Linked DNA regions of Mus musculus: regions 2, 3 and 4 are each linked to region 1. Evidence: chromatin contacts called from public HiCAR-type and HiChIP or PLAC-seq data. All regions are on one chromosome and are shown on one strand. Each heading gives the region's core, a stretch centred on a gene start, on an enhancer-like site or on the middle of the called end of the contact. The rest is flanking DNA. Distances are from core to core; before and after follow the strand shown. Region 1 holds the start of Als2 (alsin Rho guanine nucleotide exchange factor). Region 2 overlaps Gm973 (predicted gene 973). Region 3 overlaps Gm973 (predicted gene 973). Region 4 has its middle 15 kb from the start of Gm973.

Region 1 (4,393 bases), core at 1,344-3,843:
TATATCTGAAATGACTATAGTTGTTCTATCAGAGACTGACAATAGAGAAGCTTGTGTCCACTGTAGAGTCCTACTATCTATTGCTGACTATAGACAGGGAAGCTTGTACCTCATTAGGGTGCTTGCTACCACCTTCTTACCTGTCACTCTCCCACACTCTGTTCATGCCAGTGCTTAAATCTGTGTTATAACCTTTTCTTGATAAGCCCAACTCTGGGACTGAAGAGATGGCTCAGTGGTTAAGAGCACTGACTGCTCTTCTAGAGGACTGAATTCAATTCCCAGCAACCACATGGTGGCTTAGAACCATTTGTAATTGGATTTGATACCCTCGTCTGGTGTGTCTGAAGACAGCTACAGTGTACTCATATACATTAAATAAATAAATAAATCTTTCAAAAAAAATAAACGTAACTCCGCTTCATTCAAAATTTCTTTCCTACTTTTAAAAAACAAAAGGTCACTATGGAGCCTGGCTCATGATATACTAAAAGAAAGTTGTTAACTATAAAGAGCTAATATATATTGGTCATTTCTGAGGGTCCAGGCATAGTAATAAATGATACATAAACCATACATGTAGGTACTAATACCAGAAAAGTCCAGTGCAGAGATAAGGAAACTGAGGCAAAGAGGCTCAAAGAAAGATGTTCAAGGTATTTCTAGATCCAAAGCCTAGGAATTACCACTATGCCTCTATTACTAAACAGAAGGTTAAAATATTACAATTCACTCTTTGTATGGCAAAGCCCACTTGTACTTGGGATACTAAGGCAAGAAGATCTCCACAAGTTCTAGGCCAGACTGGGCTACACAGTGAGTTAAAGACTGTCCAACTGCCCAAAGTTGGGGTATGTACGGTGGGACACCTGTAATCCCAGCAGCCCAGAAGCTAAAGCAGGAGGATGAGAGTTCAACACTGGCCCAAACTACAAATCAAACATTATCTAAATAGATGAATGTAGTTTTTAAACATTATTTAATTTTTCTTCCCAAATTACCTGTCTAGTACTACTATAGGCTAAAGAACCAAAAATATAAAGTAAACAAGAAATCTTTCACTGATTTCATTACCTAACACATTGTGATGGCTGTTCCTGGTTGTCAACTTGACTACATCTGGAACAAACTACAATGCAGAAATGGATGGCTCACCTGTGATCCAGATCTTGAGGCTAGACTACACAGGCTTTTGACCCACATCTTGACATGGGACAACACAAGTCTTGAGGCATAGTGGTCATGAAAAGCTTAGGCCCAGGCAAAGTAGAACACGCCTTTAATCCCAGGAGAATGAGGCAAGCAGATCTCCGAGTTCAAGGCTAGCCTGGGACAAAGCAAATTCCAAATCCAGGGGTAATGGCACACACCTTTAATCTGGGTCACACCTTCTGCTAGAGGCCTACATAAGGACATTGGAAGAAGGAAGGCTCTCTCTCCTTTGCCTGCCTGCACTCCTTTGCCATCGAATCTATTGGAACCTACTTCTTCAGGATTCCAGCTTATCCAGAAGACCAGCTAAAATAACTACCCTCGTGGGACTGAGCAACTATTAGATTCTTGGACTTCCCATTCCCGTTGTTGGGCTAGTTGGACTGTAAACTGTATATCACTATGATAAATTCCCTTAATATATACATTTCATAAGTTTTGTGACTCTAGAGAACACTAATACATACAGGTATATGATAAAAAACAAAAAAGTATGGCCTACTGTTTTTTTGCATTTTTGTACCTGCTCCAAATAAACCTACATCACACAAGTTTATCCTTGACAGTCATTTAAAAAACAGATACAAATATAAGAACAACAGAGTAACAACCTTAATTTGGGTACAGCAGTCAGTTAATCTATAAGAAAGTGCTGCTCTTGACCACCCAATTCAACCAGTGTGTTTTCCCTCTTTGGTAACCACAGAAGTACTAAACAGTAGCTTGCCTCTACAAATCTACAGTTGCTTGTCTGCAAATAGCCCTGTTACCTGGAGGACCAACATCAATGTGAGGACCATTTCCTCAAGATCGCTCCAGTGTTCTTTCCTGTCTTCACGATGATTCCTTTGATGACTTGATACATTTAGGGATTTGGTCAAACTACCACTGATTAATACCAAAGTCCTTTTCATTTTCAGCAAACGCTGTTTCAAACCACAGACCCTCCCCGCCCCCCTTCACTTTTCCCCACGATATGCATCCTGGGGCAAACCCACCTAGGACACTCAGCAAGGTTCACTGTCTAGCCAGCTGGGCGCCCACTGTGGGCATTCAAAAAACCCTCTGAGCGGATGGGCGTAAGCAGCGTGGGTGGAGGCGGGAAGAGGGGACCCGAAGGAATGCCACACAGCTCCGACCACGGCAGTGGGGCGCTGGGACCCGGAGGGTGGGACCCGGGCCGAGCCACCACGTCCGGAGCTCTTCACAGGCAGGCGCCGTCCCCGCAGGCCAGCCCAGCGCGCTCCCGCACCTCCGCCGACCCGCCTTCGAACCCAAGGACCGCCCGGACCCGCGCGGGCTCACCTGACGCTCCCGCAGCTCCGCGCTCTTCTCCCGGCGCGAGCCCGACTGCACCGCGGGTACGCGAGATCAGCTGATTCATGGGGGCGGGGCCTCCAGGTAGGGGCGGGGCCTCCGGCGGCGGGCTGGAGAGGCGGGCCCGCAGAATGGGTGGAGCTAGGCAAGAGCCGGTGACGGCGTCCGACAGGGATCAAGATTGCTCCGAACGCATCAGTGACTGCAGGCAAACCATTCAGTCAGGGCAGAACCAATCGTCCTAGGGCGGGCGCACTTTAGAAGCAACCGAAGACTCAGTGAAAGGACCTAACTCAATAAGCGTTTCCATGGTAACGATAGGCCGCGCTTGAGGATGGAAACTACTGCAAGTTTTGTTACCTCCTCAAACTGCGAGAAATGAAGAGAAAATCTTACCTATCAGAACATGGCTGCACACGTCTGTAATCCCAACATTTGTGAGATGAAGGCAGCAGGATCAGGAATTCGAGGCCAGCCTTGAGAACGTGTCTCAAGAGAAATAACAAAAGTGAAAATACGAGCTACCTTTAAGCTGCATGACGTCATCTCTTCCCGAGTGTGCCTTTGCCGCGTGTCCACCTTAAACGGTAAAGAGTAGGAAGAAACTATTTCCTCAGGGCTCCTCAATATACAGCGTTAAAATTGTTTTTGCTTGCTTCTTAGTCTCACTACCATCCATACTTGTCACGGTCGCAATCCTCCCGCTGCACCCCTAAGTGCTCCCTTGAATGTTTTGTGTAACAGATGCTCTCAGAACACAAGCCAGAGAGAAATCTGCTGCTACAGAGTGTGCATCGCGGAACCTACAGAGTTACATTTATTTACTCATTAAAGATAGATATATTCCCCGAATCGAATGCCCCTGCGTACAAATTCCCAACTGGTTCCTCCAACTCAGGGTCTCTCACCAGAGCCTTATCAACTTCAGTGCTAGAACAGAAAAGTGTACAGCCTTGAGAATGGCGCCACCAAATGGTACAAACCAGGGATGTCCTGCAGTTAATGAAGCCTGGACTCTGGCCGCCCTAACAAGCTACCTGTCCTCCATAACACAGCTAAAAAAGACAACAGTGAAAGAAATTTATTCAATGAGACTGCACTAGGAAAAAGAACTAAGGGGCTGGTTCAGTAAACCCCCTAAGTCTATCTTTGGAGCCTTGACATAAGTAGAAGGCTCAAGGTGTGATCTTGCCCATGGTAAACACATCTTGGTTGGTCCTGCAAAGCAAACTGACAAGTTGTCAGAACTAAGAACCAAGCTCTCCTGATGGTTTGCACCCAGAAACCCAATCTCTTCCTTCTCCAGTGAGACTCTTGAGGAAATCTAGTTCTTTGGGGCCCATTATCCTGTTAGTCCACTAGTCAAAAGGAGGGGCACACGTGTCTCTCCTCAGAATATCTTCACTCCTCTCAGGATGGTCACACAGCTTCAGCTGAGACATCCGTGTGGCCAAAGTATTTCGGAGCCTACACCAGTCATTTATACACTAAGATCTTATCTCCTAATTCTCTCCCCAGGTAACCTTGCCCTCGGGAGCTCTCAATCCCTTACTGAGCTCTACCCTGCCCGCCTCCTTTGATAAAAATGAAAAATAAATGTCTTCATCTACAGTTCTGAGGCAAGAGAGACTCCCAGAGGTGAACTTCCTTCATTCCCTCTAGCTGCTACCAAAGTATCCACCTGCAACTGAAGTCTTCCTTTTCCTGTCCTGAAAAGAAACGTTTTGTCCTCTCAGGCTAATCCTGGCCCTGGAATTAAGGCATCACCCTTCTTATCCATTTTGAGACTCACCCGCTTTTTTAAAAAAAATGAATGCAACCCCTCATCTTTCTCCTCAATAAAATAAGTCTCTGTGGTTTTGTT
Region 2 (4,393 bases), core at 574-3,073, 370 kb after region 1:
CAAGCTCCCCCCTCCTCTCAGCCTTTACTCGCTTGCCAGTTCTGTCAAGTCCCTAGAGGTGCTCCACACCCTCCCAGCAGCTGGCCTGTGCCATCCTTTTTCCCTTCTCGATCAGCGGGACTAAAGCCCCACCTGGCTCCTTAAAACTTATCTCTGGACGCTTATGCTGAAAGAAACTGACAGAGAGGACAGGCTGGGGATGGTAGCTCTGCAGCTGAGCACTTGCCTGGCATGGGAAGACATCCTGATTATAGTCCTCAGCAGCACTGGATAATGGTAGCACACGCCTTTAATCCCAGCACTCAGGAGGCAGAGGAAATTGGATCTCTGTGAGTTCAAAACCAGCCTGGTCTACAGAGTGAGCTCCAGGACAGCCAGGGCTACATAAGGACACCCTGTCTCAAAAATCCACACTCTACCGGAAGGGCATGGACACAGGGGAGTTTGCATTTATTTTGTCTCATTATTCTTTTGTGTGTTAACCCAATAGGAACGTGGAAGTGAACTTGACTCTCATGAAGAACCAGGAGGACCCCTCAGAGGAAATGCCAAAGACAGCCAAGGTAGAGTGAGCTGGCGATTCGTGAATCCTTTCACTGGGACTGCCCAGATAGAACTCGGTGTTGTTCAGACCCATTAACAGAGAAGTCTTTCCATGTCCCTTCAAAGCATGAACTGGAAGTTAGAAGCAGAGGCCTCTGTCTGTCGAATGCAAATGCAAGCGACATGTTTTCTGTTCTTCCATTATTTAAAGATTTCTTTCCTGCTGGAGACTGCAGACTGAGACAAGAGTAGAGACTTCGGGGACAGACACAAACCCCACCCCCACCCCAAGCATCCACCCTTCTCCACCTCCTGCTTTCATGGAGGTGTGCATATGCTGGTGAGGCGGCTAGGGTTCCATGCCTACAGACATGCTGGTACGAGAAAGCAGGACCTTCTCTTTAGAGGCCTAGCTGCTGTCGACCAGAGCCCTGGCTGGCAAGAATGCCAAAGAGGCACAGGTCTTTAATCCTAGCACTTGGGAGATAAAGATAGGTAGATCTCTGGGAGTTCAAGGCCAGCCTGGTCTCCTTAGTTCCAGGACAGCCAGCACTACAGAGAGATCCTTTCTCAAACGAACAGTGTGCCTTGGTGGAGGCTTCCTTCAAAAACAAGTTTATATTGATCATGACGGGTGGTAGTAGTTCTAAGAAATACTGAGCCTGGGGCCACTGGGTGTGGAGGCACTCACAGTTCATAGCTCAGAGACTGAATTAGGCTCTCAATGCTTTTGTGGGCACCTAGGCATATTACTACCCCACTGGGCTCTGGCAGCAGGACTGTTCCTTACCCATTATAGCTTCTAGTTTTGGTTTGGTATGGTTTCAGTTTCGGTTTTAGTTTTAGTTTTGCTTGTGTGTTTTAAGACAGTCTCAGTGTGTGACTTTGGCTGTCCTGGAACTCACAGAAATCCCCCTGCCCCTGCCCCCGCCCCTGCCTCTTATTAGCATTAAAGGTGGGTGTCATTGCTTCTTGCAGAAGTGAAAACCCCTTACCTTTCTTTCTTTCTTTCTTTCTTTCTTTCTTTCTTTCTTTCTTTCATTCAAGATTATTTTCTGTATATGAGTACACTGTTGCTATCTTCAGCCACATCACAAGGGCATCAGATCCCATTACAGATGGTTGTGAGCCACCGTGTGGTTGCTGGGAATTGAACTCAGGACCTCTGGAAGAGAAGCCAATGCTCTTAACCAGTGAGCCATCTCTCCAGCCCCACTTACATTTCTAAGGGTGGGTTCCAGGCCAGACAGAAGCCATGTGCTTATTGTTGCTACACAATGTACAGCAGAGGGAGCAAGCGGGCCTGAACTCCAGCCTGGGCTCTGAAACCTAAACCATGTGACTCACAGAGAGGGCGCCTTTTTTCTTTCCTGGCCCCTTAAAGTCACAAGCGAATGCATGCCCAGCTGCAGGTCTGTGCTACTAAACTGAACCTGAACTGTGTAGCAGGCTACAAGCACCTTCACCTCTCCACGCCTGGCATCCTTTTCTGCCTCAGGGACTGGTAAAAGAACTTTACTCTTTAAGCGGTGATGAGGAACGAAAAAAAAAAATGATGTCCCTTAATAAATACCAACCTCAATTTGGACATTGCAGCAAATTAATATCTTCCCTCTGTGGTCACTACCAAACTGTGAAACAACACTGACTCTGCCTCCTTAAGTGGAAGGTTTTGATCTTTCCTGTTTATCTTCCACTGTTTCTTCCCATCCTACTCAAAAATAATTTTATACTGATTTTATTATTTCTAAATGTATTTATTTTTATTTTCTGTGTATGGGTGTTTTACCGGCATGTACGTCTGTGTATCATGTGCATGCAGTGCCTGAGGAGACCAACAGAGGGCGTCAGATCCCCTGCAACCCTACTTACAGATGGTTGTGAGCCACCATGTGCTTGCTGGAAATAGAACCCAGGACCTCTGCAAGAGGAGCCAATGCTCTTAACCGCTGAGCCATCTCTCCAGCCCTATACTGATATTTAATGTCATTCTTTGTGGGTATCTGATAAGAATATATTTTGGGAGTATGAGGCCTAGGTTGGTCAGGATTTTAAGCAAGAATTCTTCTAACATGAGGCTCTGTCACCTCCATGCTCAAAGCTGAGTGACACTAGCCAGGAAAATGTACCCTGATCTTCAGATTGTCCCTGTTGTAAATCACAGATCCAGAATGCGAACCCTGGCAGGCTCCAGCGTCTTAGCCAAGTGCAGCGGGGGCTTTAGGCACCACAGAACATGGCCCAAGCTAAGCCATGACTGAGTCAGTCAAAACAGATTTCCTGTCTCATGACGCCAGGGCCGGCTCCGGCCGAGTCCTCGGAGGTTAGCCAGACATTCTCAATGCAATGAAATGCCACTGCAGAAAGTCACCGGAGGCCTGTGCCTGTCTCAATGACAAATGCTAATTTTTAGAAAGGCTTTCCGGTCTTGGAAGGCAAGAAGAAGGAAATTCCAAGGAAGTGCTTTTAGCTGTTTAAAGAACAATTCTCCCCTTTGGTCTTAATGGTCATGTTGTTTTTCCTACTTTAAATTCAGTAGTGACCTGCACGGTTTATTATAAGGAGTGAGCCAGATACTAGGGATACATCTCAGTGTTATAACACTTTCTAGGATGTGTGAGGCCCTGGGTTCAGTCACCAGTATTACATGGATTGCATATATATACACACACACACACACATTAGTACATTTTTTAAAAAAAGTATGAGTGATCTAGTGAGAGGACTTAGAATTCTTTTGCAAGTTTCCACAAGATAAGGTTCACCAGCAACCTCCAAATCTGGGCAGACTGGGGAAACAGTCCCAAAGCCCAAGGAAAGGATAAAAGGTCAATTCTAGTTACTTCCTAGATCAGTGGTTCTGAAACGTTAGTGCACTTCAGAAGCACCTACACGTTTTGGTTTGGTTTGGTTTGGTTTGGTTTGGTTTGGTTTGGTTTGGTTTTAAGACAGGGTTTCTCTGTGTAGCCGTGGCCATCCTGGAACTTGCTCTGTAGACCAGCGATCCACCTGGCTCTGCCTCATGAGTGCTGGGATTAAAGATGTGCACCACCCCCACCCCCACCCCCACCCCCACAGCCAGCCATCACCTGAAAAGTTTGTGAAAGGTTTCTGATGGCACTTGCCTGGAATTCTGGCAGTTAAAAGGCTATGGTGTGCAGCAAACAAACTCAAGGCCAGCCTGGGCTATAGAGACAGACCCTGTTTCCAAAGTTAAACAAAGGGTTAGAGAGATGACTCTGTAGTTAGGGGAGCTCTCTGCCCTTCCAGAGGCCATGAGTTTAATTTCCAGCACCTACATCAGGTGACTAACGACTGCCTGTAACCTCAGCTCCAGCATATCTATCGCCCTCTTCTGGCCACCAAAGGTACCCACACGCACAGCATACATTTACAGACATGTATACACACATAAATAAAAATAAATCTTTAAAAATATTTTTTAATTTATTTTTTAACTAAGGGAGACAAAAGAAGCAAAAAAGGTGGAAAAAAGATTTCTGGGCTTCTCTGCAACATTTTTAGCTTTATTTAGTCCAGGACCTAGGCCTGGCAATATGGATTTTTAGTGAATTTCTCACTTGATGCTGGAGGCCCAAGGACCACACTCTCAAGCCACAGTCCTGAAACCTGTTTCCAGTATTTAATTATCTGAATTTTCCAGGGTCTTACCTAATCTGTTCTTTTAAAATATAATAGGATCCAGTTGCATATGTAGCAGAGGATGGCCTAGTCAGTCATCAGTGGGAGGAGAGGCCCTTGGTCCTGTGAAGGTTCTATGCCCCAGTATAGGGGAATGCCAGGGCCAGGAAGCGGGAGTGGGTGCACTGGGGAGCAGGGGGAGAGGGAG
Region 3 (4,393 bases), core at 1,050-3,549, 300 kb after region 1:
AGCCTGGATCAAACCTTCTAGAGAGTCTGAAGCCAGGTGGTTCATTGTCAGAATATTTAACCCCAGTTACTTTAGAAAAAAGTTTCCTGGTACAATACAATCCCAGGTGCACAAGAAACACAATTACACCGAAACTCAACTCAGAGTGCATCTCATTTCTTCTAAGAAAATGGGTTCTCGAGATAGGCTACCTGTACTAGCCTAAGGGTCTAGGGAAGGATGTGACCTGGTCTCGTCATACAGATATCGAAGAAGTCATTTAGATTACTAGCCATCTCTAGTCCTGGCTGTGGGAACTCGATATGGCCCGGCCCAAGAGATAACACGAATCACCAGGCTTTAAATCACCTCCATTTCCCAGCTTTCTGGATAAGAACAGGTTTTACACCCATTCCTTCCAGGGGAAAATCCCATATGCTTGATTAACATTCCTGGAGATCTGTGGGTGGGAGGACTTCATGCTGTGCTCCCAACACATCGGAGAAAGACCCTTACTCGTCCATCCACCAATGGGCATCTAGAAAGATTCTGTCTCAGCTATTGATGCCCAAATAAGCGTGGGAATGCTGCTGTAGTGTTTTCCTTCAGTTACTGCCCAGTTGTGAGTTAGACGGACAGATTCTGTGGTGGATCGGTTGTCAGTGTTTAGGGGGAATCTCCGTTTGCTCTCCACTGTGGCTGTGCTCATTTACATTCCTAGCAACAGTGCTAAGTGTTCACTTTGTTTCAAATGGAGCCAGTATTTGGTATTCAGTCATTTCTGTCCTTTTAAAAGACCAGATCTTAGCCAGGCAGTGATGGCACACGCCTTTAATCCCAGCACTTGGGATGCAGAGGCAGGCAAATTTCTGAGTTCAAGGCCAGTCTGGTCTACAGAGTAAGTTCCAGGACAGCCAGGGCTACACAGAGAGACCCTGTCTCGAAAAAACAAAAAACAAAAAACAAAAAACAAAACAAAACAAAACAAAACAAACAAAACCCCAAAAGACCAGATCTTATATCTGGTCTCAAGCTCACCAAGTAGCTGAGAAGGACCTTGAACTCCTGACCCTCTGGCTCCCAACTCTAGAGTGCTAGGCTTTCAGGCAGCCATACTGTCTGGTTTGCAGCATAGCTGGGGATAGAACCTAAGGCCTCAGGCACTCTAATACCTAAGTTATATCCCTTGCCACTACTTCTTGTCTTTTTAAAAATTACATGTATTTGTGTGTGTGTGTGTGTGTGTGTGTGTGTGTGTGTGTGTGTGTGCACGCGCGCGCATAGGTCAGAAGACAGTTCTCTGGAGTGGTTCCCTCCTGCTACCATGTAGGTCCCAAGGATTGAACTCAGCTCATCAAGCTTAGCACCAAAGCCCTCTGCTCCCAGCACTCTCTCCCTGGCTCCTCTTATTCTTTGTGATAACAGCTTTTCTCGTTTGGGTGAGATGGTCTCCCATTGAAGTTCTGCTCTGAATGGCATTAAGCATTTTTCTCACCAGTCTCTTTTGACCATTGGATTTTTTTGAGAAGTGCCTGCAGACATTGCCCATTTTTAAACTGGATTTTTTTCTTTATTAATGTTTTTAAGTTCCTTCTATACTCTGAATAGTTATCCTTTGCCAGAAGAAAGCTTTATTTAAAACACTCCGTTTTGCAGGCTTCTTCACTGTTGGTTTTCTGAGTCTGGAGTAATCCTGTTTGTCTAATTGTGCCTTTGTTGTCTCTGCTGTTTTGGCTTCTTCCTACCATGACTGCCTCTGCCTGGGAAAGTCTAGAGTAGCTTTCTGGAGGAGAAAAAATTTAAATGGAATCTTGTGGTTAAAAAAAAAAATAGAGACCCAGGCATACATAGGTGAGCAGGGGCCCAGAGCAAGCAGAGGGAATTCGGGGGAATCAGCCAGGCGTGAACTGTGGCTGCAGAGTAGATCTGGAGAATCTGGTGAGGGCTGAGTTGGCTAGGAAATGCCTACCAGCCCTGGCATTTCTGGGCATCTCTCTTCAGCCTCTGTGGACTTCTGCACACAGAAGCTGGGCTGCTCTCTGTGGTATGGTAGCAACTGGCTGGGTGGGCCATTCTGACCTTCCTGAGGATGCTGGTACCCTGGCATCCTGAGCAGGTATACAAGCCCTAACCACCACCTCCTTCTGTCCTGGGATGAATGGACAGCACAACACATGCAAGGCAGCATGGGCACACACACACACACACACACACACACACACACACATCTTCATCAGCCTGGTAGACATGGAGAAGGCAGCCTGTCAGAGCAAGCCTCTCATTAAAGGTGGAGGGTGGCTAACAGGCTGCTCTGAGCATACTAATTACTTGTCTCACAAGAAGCCTGGAGAGGGTTGACTGGCAAAGCCAAGGCAGGCTGAGCAGGCTGAACCCACCGCAGTCAGCCTCCTGCTGTCGTGTTTATTTCCCTCTTCCAGAAACTCCCTCCCCGGCTCCCTTCTGTCTCCCTCTCTGTTTTCAAGTAACCTCTGAGTGGGTGGTTGGGTGGAGAGCTGAGAATGAGCTTTACTGGGGAAGAGAGAGGACTAGGAAAATGTGGAAGAGGAGGCAGATGCACTAAAGTTAGTTGATTTTTAACTTTCCCTCCTTATAAATATAATCTAACCATATTACTAGAATTCTGATTTTATAAAAAAAGAACTATGTGTGTGCTCGTACCCAGCAGTGTGATATTGCTGTTCTGAGTATTTTAATATTTTTCTTTCAGTCTCTCCACTGTTATTATACGCAAAGACACTCTTTAAGAGGTGGTAATTATTCTAACTCGTTCCTCTGTGCTTTGCCTTGTTTCCACTCACACTATGCATATTGGAAACATGGAAATAGCTCTCACCCTAGCCAGCCTCCTCAGTGGTCCTGGTCTTCCCTCTGCCCCTGTTCATCCAATGATGAAGCTTTATGAATTACCTTCACAGTCATCACTTGAGAAACGAACAAGAGAGACTAAAAAAACCATGCAAACACACGTGCATGTGTGCACACACATCCCAACCCAGGATGTCCTTTTTCTAATCCCTAGAGTCTGTTAATATGATACTGTATGACAAAGGGGAGGGGCTGGGGTTGCAGATGGAATGGGGGCCGCTAAGTGGATGAAGCTTTGTTTGATTTGGATCCTTTGCTGAGGACGGAACCCAAGGTCTTTTATGTGCTCATCAAGTCCTCTACCACGGAAGTTCTTGAGAGCTTCTGGAAAAATCTTGTGCTGGCGACTTTCTTTTTGCTTTGAGCCAATGTGTGATTTCTAGCCCCGCGGGGCCACGAGGCAGGGAATGTGTAGGTGCTTAAGAGCCTCACTTGTCTGTAAACCTTTGCTTCAGCTGACTGTTCTCTGAGCATCCAAGTGTCAGCTCTTCTGAGACACTATAGCTTCTGCTGACACAGGGTGATGATGACTGTCTGAGTCTGGATAAGACCCCCAGTTGCCCTTGTTACTTAACAAGTATTTCTTTTATATTCCCTCGTTATCGTAATTCTAATGTATCTGTGGGAGCTTTGCTGGGCTGCTAGCTTAAGGTGCAAGGAGCTGCTAGGACAAGTCAGAGAAGGCCTTGCCTTGGATTTGGACTACGTACATACTGTCTTGCTTAGTCTTTGGAAGCTGATCTTGGCCACTGTATTAGTTTCCTATGGCTGCTATAACGACGGATACTCAGCCAGTGACCCAGCTAACACTCAGACAACAATGTATTATCTTACACTTCTACAGTTAGAAGTTTGAAATGGGTTTCAATGAACTAACATCAAGGTGTGGACAGACCTGTGTATCTTGTGGGAATCCCAGGAAAGAACTATTTCGCTGAAGCTTTCCCTTTCCAGCTTCTATAAGAACCTTGTATTCCTGGCTTGTGTCCCGTTCCTCCAAGCCAGCAGCATGGGATGGGGGGCTGAGGGGAGGTCCTTCTTATCTTGTGGTCTCTCTGGTTCTCCCTTCTGAGTCCTTACATTTAAAGAATCCTCATACATGACAAAGACTTTGCAAATCTGATGTCATAGAAGCTGTGGTTCCCTGCACTGATCATGCCAATAGATATCTACTGATCATGGAGGGGACCATGGAATCATTTCCTCTCTGCCAAAGTTTAGATTTTTGGGGAGAAACTGTCACTGGTTTTAGTTGCTTATCAAATGGTTAACCTCACTAGTCTCCAATAGGTTTTTCTAAATCTATGGTCACACAGAGAACCTGGTTAAAAATCAGTGGGTCAAACAATAAATAAGAAGGTATGAATATAGGTTGGAGACATTTTGGAAGGGGTCAGGGCTAACAGTGATCAGAGGAAACTCAGTGTGGATGAAGGTAAGAGTAGCTGTATGCATTACATAGATGTATGACTCTAGCTGCATATGTATCAAAAGATGGCCTAGTCAGCCATCACTGGAAAGAGAGGCC
Region 4 (4,393 bases), core at 810-3,309, 270 kb after region 1:
CTGGTTTGTCTGTGTGCTCGCCTTGCTCGCTTTGGTCGTCCTTTCTCCACAGACACCTTCTCCCAGGGGTGGTTGTCTCCCTTTTCAATCTGACCCACTTGAGAGGATGGGAACTGCAGTCCTCTGAATGACCGGAAAAGCAGCTCCGTTGGCCTGTATGTTTTGTAAGATTTGCTGACACATCGGCTCAGTGGATTCTGGTCTGGTCCAGCTCTCTCTACACCTATGGGGTCCTTGCTCTGTGAAGATGGCCTGAATAGTCCTTTGATGGATGGTAATGAGGAGCAAAGGAGTCCTCCTGCCTCCACCTACCAAGTGCTGGGATTACGATGTAATCCGTTTTCAACTTGTGGATCTTGACCCCTTTGGGGCTCCAACAACCCTTTCACAGGGATCACATAGCAGATATCCGGCATATTAGATATTTACATTACAATTCATAACATTAATAAAATTAAAGTTATGAAGTAGCAATGAAAACAATTGTATGGTTGGGAGTCACCACACCATGAGGAACTAAATTAAAGGGTCACAGCATTAGGGAGGTTGGAAACCGGTGGGTTACAAGCATAAACCACCTGGCTTTGGGATAGGGGTTCTTCATGTCGGGTTCTCTGATACTGAAGATATTCCATGTGACTTACATAAAGCCTTCCAAGCTCTGACCCTACCCTGGGGTGGCTGCTGGAATGTCACCTGGACACAGGGGTTCTCCAGAACTTCCAGGTGTGTGCTTACCAAGCTTCTTACAGCTCACCTCATCCATAGCAAGTGGTTCTCAACCAGCTCTGCTGACCCTGCCGGCCCAGGCCCCCCCCCCCCCCCCAAGTGTGGCTTTAAGGATTAAGCTCAAGAGTGGTGGTTTTAGCCGGGGCATGGTGGTGCACGCCTTTAATCCCAGCACTTGGGAGGCAGAGGCAGGCAGATTTCTAAGTTCGAGGCCAGCCTGGTCTACAAAGTTAGTTCTAGGACAGCCAGGACTATACAGAGAAACCCTGTCTCACAAAACAAAACAAAAGAGTGGTAGTTTTATTTAACTCATGACCTTATCCCTGCCTCCCGAGCTCCATCACTCCTATTGTCTTGTGCCTGTCATTGTCATGTTCCTCGCCTTGAGTGTGACAGTGGAGGCTGTGTTCACACAGAGTCGAGGTACACTCAACGTATCATATGAAACACTTCCTTTCTTTTTTATTAAACTATTATGTTTTATTGTGGAGGCTTGTGCGTGTTATGGCATACCTGTGGAGATCAGAGGACAACTTTGTGGAACTGGTTATCTTCTCCTACATTTATAGGGTACCCAGGGGTCCAGCACTTCACCCACTGAGCCTTCCTTCCAGCCCAGCACTTTATTTAAAAAAAAAAAAAATTATATTTGAGAAGTCCTACTTCAGACAACTTTGAAAGGCATAATTAGGCTCCAACTGCTAAATTTCTTACTATTTACTTCTTCTCCTTTTCCATCCAGTGGTTTCAATGTGTAACAGTATGCAGAACCACCTTAAATGACCCCCCACTCTGACCTAAGACTCGTGATCCATGTCCCCAGGATAACGAGTATTTATATCACAGGCTACATTTCAGAGATGTGCTGTTCTTGTAAGTCTTTCCCTGGGAATAGAGTGTTCTAGAAGGACAGATGAAAGAGAACCCCAGCAGGCTTGAGGAATGGTGTGAAGCCCAGGAGTTGTTTAAATACATATTTAACATTTATTGAAAATAGCTTTGATTGCAAGAGAAAATTAATTAAAGCAGACGAAAGGCTTCTAACCAGATTTATGCTATCTGACTGTGTAATTAGACCTGGCTCTGAGGCCATCCCAACAAGTTTATTTGGAGAGGAGCGGAGATCACTGTTTATTGGAATGGTAATAATTTGGGTTTCTTTAATTGACTCCTGGTGTGAAGACGTTGATGCCTGCTGTTCTCTAAGAGGCAGCGTGGAAAGCTTCCAGGAAAAGTTCACATTCCAGGGGCAGCTTTGGAATCTACTTTCCATTGCAACCCAAGTCAGCCTGCCGTTGGGACTTGACTTTGTACCAACAAAATGTCAGCCCTCAAAGGCAGGCTCCCCAGGCGGCAGTGACCGCGGCTGAGCTAGGGGTTGGATGGGGCGCCGGGCACTGGGCTGACCCATCCAGATGCCGGAAGGCATCTCCCCAGTCTTACCTTCCCAGTGTCGAAAGCTCTAAGGACCAGAGTCTGTGGCTCCCGGTGGAGTGGAGGCTGTGGAGCCCGGTGATGCCAACTGGGAAGCCAAATTAACATTCCCATCCCAGGTCTGGGTCTGTAGAGCAGAGCCGTGGGCGGAGGGGGAGGAGTCTGTAGAGCAGAGCCATGGGAGGAAGGCGAGGAGAGCACTGGTACTGTCTTCCCAGTGCTCCCATATTCCCCCAAAGCATAACTGTCAGTTAGTTGCCTGATGAAAATGAGAACCTTCCATGGGAATTTAAGAAGGCACAAAATAAAAGAAACGTTCCAAACCCACTTGAAAGCAGAGGTACATTTCAAAATTCCTCCCAAGAGCTTGGCATATCTTTTCTAGGAAGTATGGGTGGAGAGGAAAAAACAAAAAAAAAGTAGGAATCCTGAAAGAGAAAATGGAAATTTCAAACCCTGGTTTCTGGGACCGAGGATGCAACTCCATTGTTAAAGTGGTAGCCCTAAGCAGGCCTTAGGTTTATCCCCAGCGCTGAGGAAACCCGGTGTGTTTGTGCTCACCTGTAGGCCCAAGATCAGAAGAACATCAATGGTTGCATATCGTGGGCTACATGAGGCCCTGTCTTTAAAAAAAGAAGAGGAAGGGAGGGAGGGAGGGAGGGAGGGAGAGAGAGAGAGAGAGAGAGAGAGAGAGAATGTCAAAGCCTGGGTTGCCCCTGGGTTGCCCCGGAAAGCCTAACAGTTGGCTCTCACTCTCTTCAGCCATGACAGCAGCCACTTGTTTTTTGCACCTGTGAGACATTACCTAGGCTCATCCTGCCAGCCTTGCCGGTTTGTGGTATCGTCCTAGCTATACAGATAAAAAGATGAGGCTCAGAGATGTTAAGGAACTGGCCAAGATTATGTGACAATTTAGCCAGTGGGTGGTTGAGCATAGGCCCTGCAGTGACAGCCAGCTGTTCTGGACGTGCAGCCATGGGACACTTCGCATTCTGAATTTCTGAGTTCTTTTCCCCTGGCTCTCTTTAAAAGGGAACAGGCCTTTGCATCTCCTCCTCTTACCGCAATTTTCCTTCTACCTTTCAAGAGAATGAAAAGCTGCTACTCAGAGCCAAAACCAATGCCTTTTTCCCTTTCTCCATCTGACAAATGTGGTTACTGGAGGCAAAGGACATGCTGGGCCATGCTGAGCTGGGACAGCTAAGAAATGTCTCTTTCCCAACTCTTGCTCTCCTAGTTCCTGACAAACTACACCCCTTGGTGAGTTCATGGGAAGACCCTACTTCCATGAGAAGAAGATGGGACATGTCACATGGTCAGATCCACTGTGTGTGTGACAGTACATGTTTGCATGTATGTGTATTTGAGTGCATGTGTGTATATGTGTAAGAGTATATATTTATGTGTGCGCATGTATATGTGTGTGCATATGTATATATGTTTGTGAGAGTATATTGTGTGTATTTGTGTGTGTATATATGTGTATGTGAGTGTGTGTGTGCATATATATGTGCATGAGTGAGTATATGTGCACTGCATGGGTGCAGAAGTCCGTGGATGTCAGAAGAGTCTTTGACTTCCCTGAAACTAGAGTTATAGACAGCTGTGAGCTACCATTTTGGGTGCTGGGAGCCAATCCTTGGTCCTCTGCAAGAGGAAAAAAAAACCTCTTAATCAGCCATTTATTCAGTCTCAACCATTTAATTTTTCCTGACAGAATAACTTTAGCAACCAAAAATAATTCATGCTCCTTCCTGCAGAAATGCTAATGTGTGATTACAGAAAATACAAACACACACACACACACACACACACACACACACACACACACACACACACAGAGTCATGACTGTTGCAAGAAAGAAAAATTTACTCTTTTAAGTCTCTGTGTGAGACCAAGCATTATCATGTAGCATTTTAATTTTTTGCCGATATGCTTTCAACACCCCTGAGCTCCAAGCTCTCTGAGAGATGGGGCTTATGTGTTATGTGCTAAACCATAGCACAGGGCTTGGTGCATTAGCAGTTGTCCAACGTTTCTGGAAAGGGAAGGAAGGACGAAGGGAGGAAGGAAGGAAAGAAAGAAGTTAGCTTCAAGTGAGAGAGCAGTAATATCCATAAGGAAATGCCCTACCAACTGGCAGTATATTCAATCGTGCTTTTTTTTAGTTAGGCACGACAATTGCTTTTCTAATTCTCCAGTTGAAAATCTGAAGATGTTTCAGTGCAG

The links. HiCAR-type assays count read pairs that join an accessible place to other places. HiChIP or PLAC-seq counts read pairs in DNA pulled down with a chosen protein or histone mark.
Region 2: a contact with region 1 is called in an H3K27ac HiChIP or PLAC-seq map of embryonic stem cells, with 8 read pairs. The contact joins the enhancer-like site here to the promoter of Als2 in region 1. A contact is called at or near these places in 15 of 39 promoter capture datasets (the C10 cell line, the HPC-7 cell line, the SN4741 cell line and 8 more), 4 of 15 datasets of contacts at CTCF or cohesin (the G1E-ER4 cell line, embryonic stem cells and large pre-B cells), 48 of 484 Hi-C or Micro-C datasets (the C2C12 cell line, CD4 T cells, CD8 T cells and 22 more), 40 of 115 datasets of contacts at active chromatin or transcription factors (the NIH/3T3 cell line, PVALB interneurons, T-cell acute lymphoblastic leukemia and 21 more) and 4 of 9 other capture datasets (adipose tissue, embryonic stem cells, liver and 1 more).
Region 3: a HiCAR-type map of astrocytes shows a contact between it and region 1, with 2.3 times the contacts expected there. The contact joins the enhancer-like site here to the promoter of Als2 in region 1. A contact is called at or near these places in 15 of 39 promoter capture datasets (the 3T3-L1 cell line, 3T3-L1-derived adipocytes, the C10 cell line and 12 more), 1 of 15 datasets of contacts at CTCF or cohesin (large pre-B cells), 1 of 484 Hi-C or Micro-C datasets (bone marrow-derived macrophages), 13 of 115 datasets of contacts at active chromatin or transcription factors (acute myeloid leukemia, astrocytes, bone marrow-derived macrophages and 7 more) and 3 of 9 other capture datasets (adipose tissue, embryonic stem cells and liver).
Region 4: an H3K4me3 HiChIP or PLAC-seq map of neural progenitor cells shows a contact between it and region 1, with 17 read pairs. The contact joins the enhancer-like site here to the promoter of Als2 in region 1. A contact is called at or near these places in 8 of 39 promoter capture datasets (the HPC-7 cell line, cranial neural crest, embryonic stem cells and 5 more), 1 of 15 datasets of contacts at CTCF or cohesin (embryonic stem cells), 10 of 484 Hi-C or Micro-C datasets (the N1E-115 cell line, embryonic stem cells, nephron progenitors and 2 more), 13 of 115 datasets of contacts at active chromatin or transcription factors (acute myeloid leukemia, bone marrow-derived macrophages, embryonic stem cells and 5 more) and 2 of 9 other capture datasets (adipose tissue and macrophages).

Annotation. Positions count from the first base shown.
Region 1 is chr1:59,234,638-59,239,030 of GRCm38.p6, forward strand. Als2 (alsin Rho guanine nucleotide exchange factor) reads right to left here and starts at 2,594. Exons shown (of 34, transcript NM_028717.6): 1 at 2,518-2,594. It overlaps Gm33667 (predicted gene, 33667), which reads left to right and starts at 2,718. Exons shown (of 2, transcript NR_168353.1): 1 at 2,718-3,116; 2 at 4,048-4,385.
Region 2 is chr1:59,607,243-59,611,635 of GRCm38.p6, forward strand. It overlaps Gm973 (predicted gene 973), which reads left to right. Exons shown (of 19, transcript NM_001357842.1): 11 at 491-563. Among named protein-coding and RNA genes, the nearest start is that of Gm33833, 10 kb to the right of the region's middle. Within about 2 kb of position 1,824, at least 51 of the 459 cell types and tissues checked have an H3K27ac peak or open chromatin away from gene starts, as enhancers often do. A contact at or near this core is called in CD8 T cells, the CH12 cell line, the G1E-ER4 cell line and 11 more, where this site is marked.
Region 3 is chr1:59,533,287-59,537,679 of GRCm38.p6, forward strand. All of the region lies in intron 2 of Gm973 (predicted gene 973), which reads left to right. All of the region lies in intron 4 of Gm28411 (a long non-coding RNA gene), which reads right to left. Among named protein-coding and RNA genes, the nearest start is that of Gm973, 11 kb to the left of the region's middle. Within about 2 kb of position 2,300, at least 48 of the 459 cell types and tissues checked have an H3K27ac peak or open chromatin away from gene starts, as enhancers often do. A contact at or near this core is called in astrocytes, embryonic forebrain, forebrain and 1 more, where this site is marked.
Region 4 is chr1:59,506,637-59,511,029 of GRCm38.p6, forward strand. No RefSeq gene overlaps it. Among named protein-coding and RNA genes, the nearest start is that of Gm973, 15 kb to the right of the region's middle. Within about 2 kb of position 2,060, at least 26 of the 459 cell types and tissues checked have an H3K27ac peak or open chromatin away from gene starts, as enhancers often do. A contact at or near this core is called in neural progenitor cells, where this site is marked.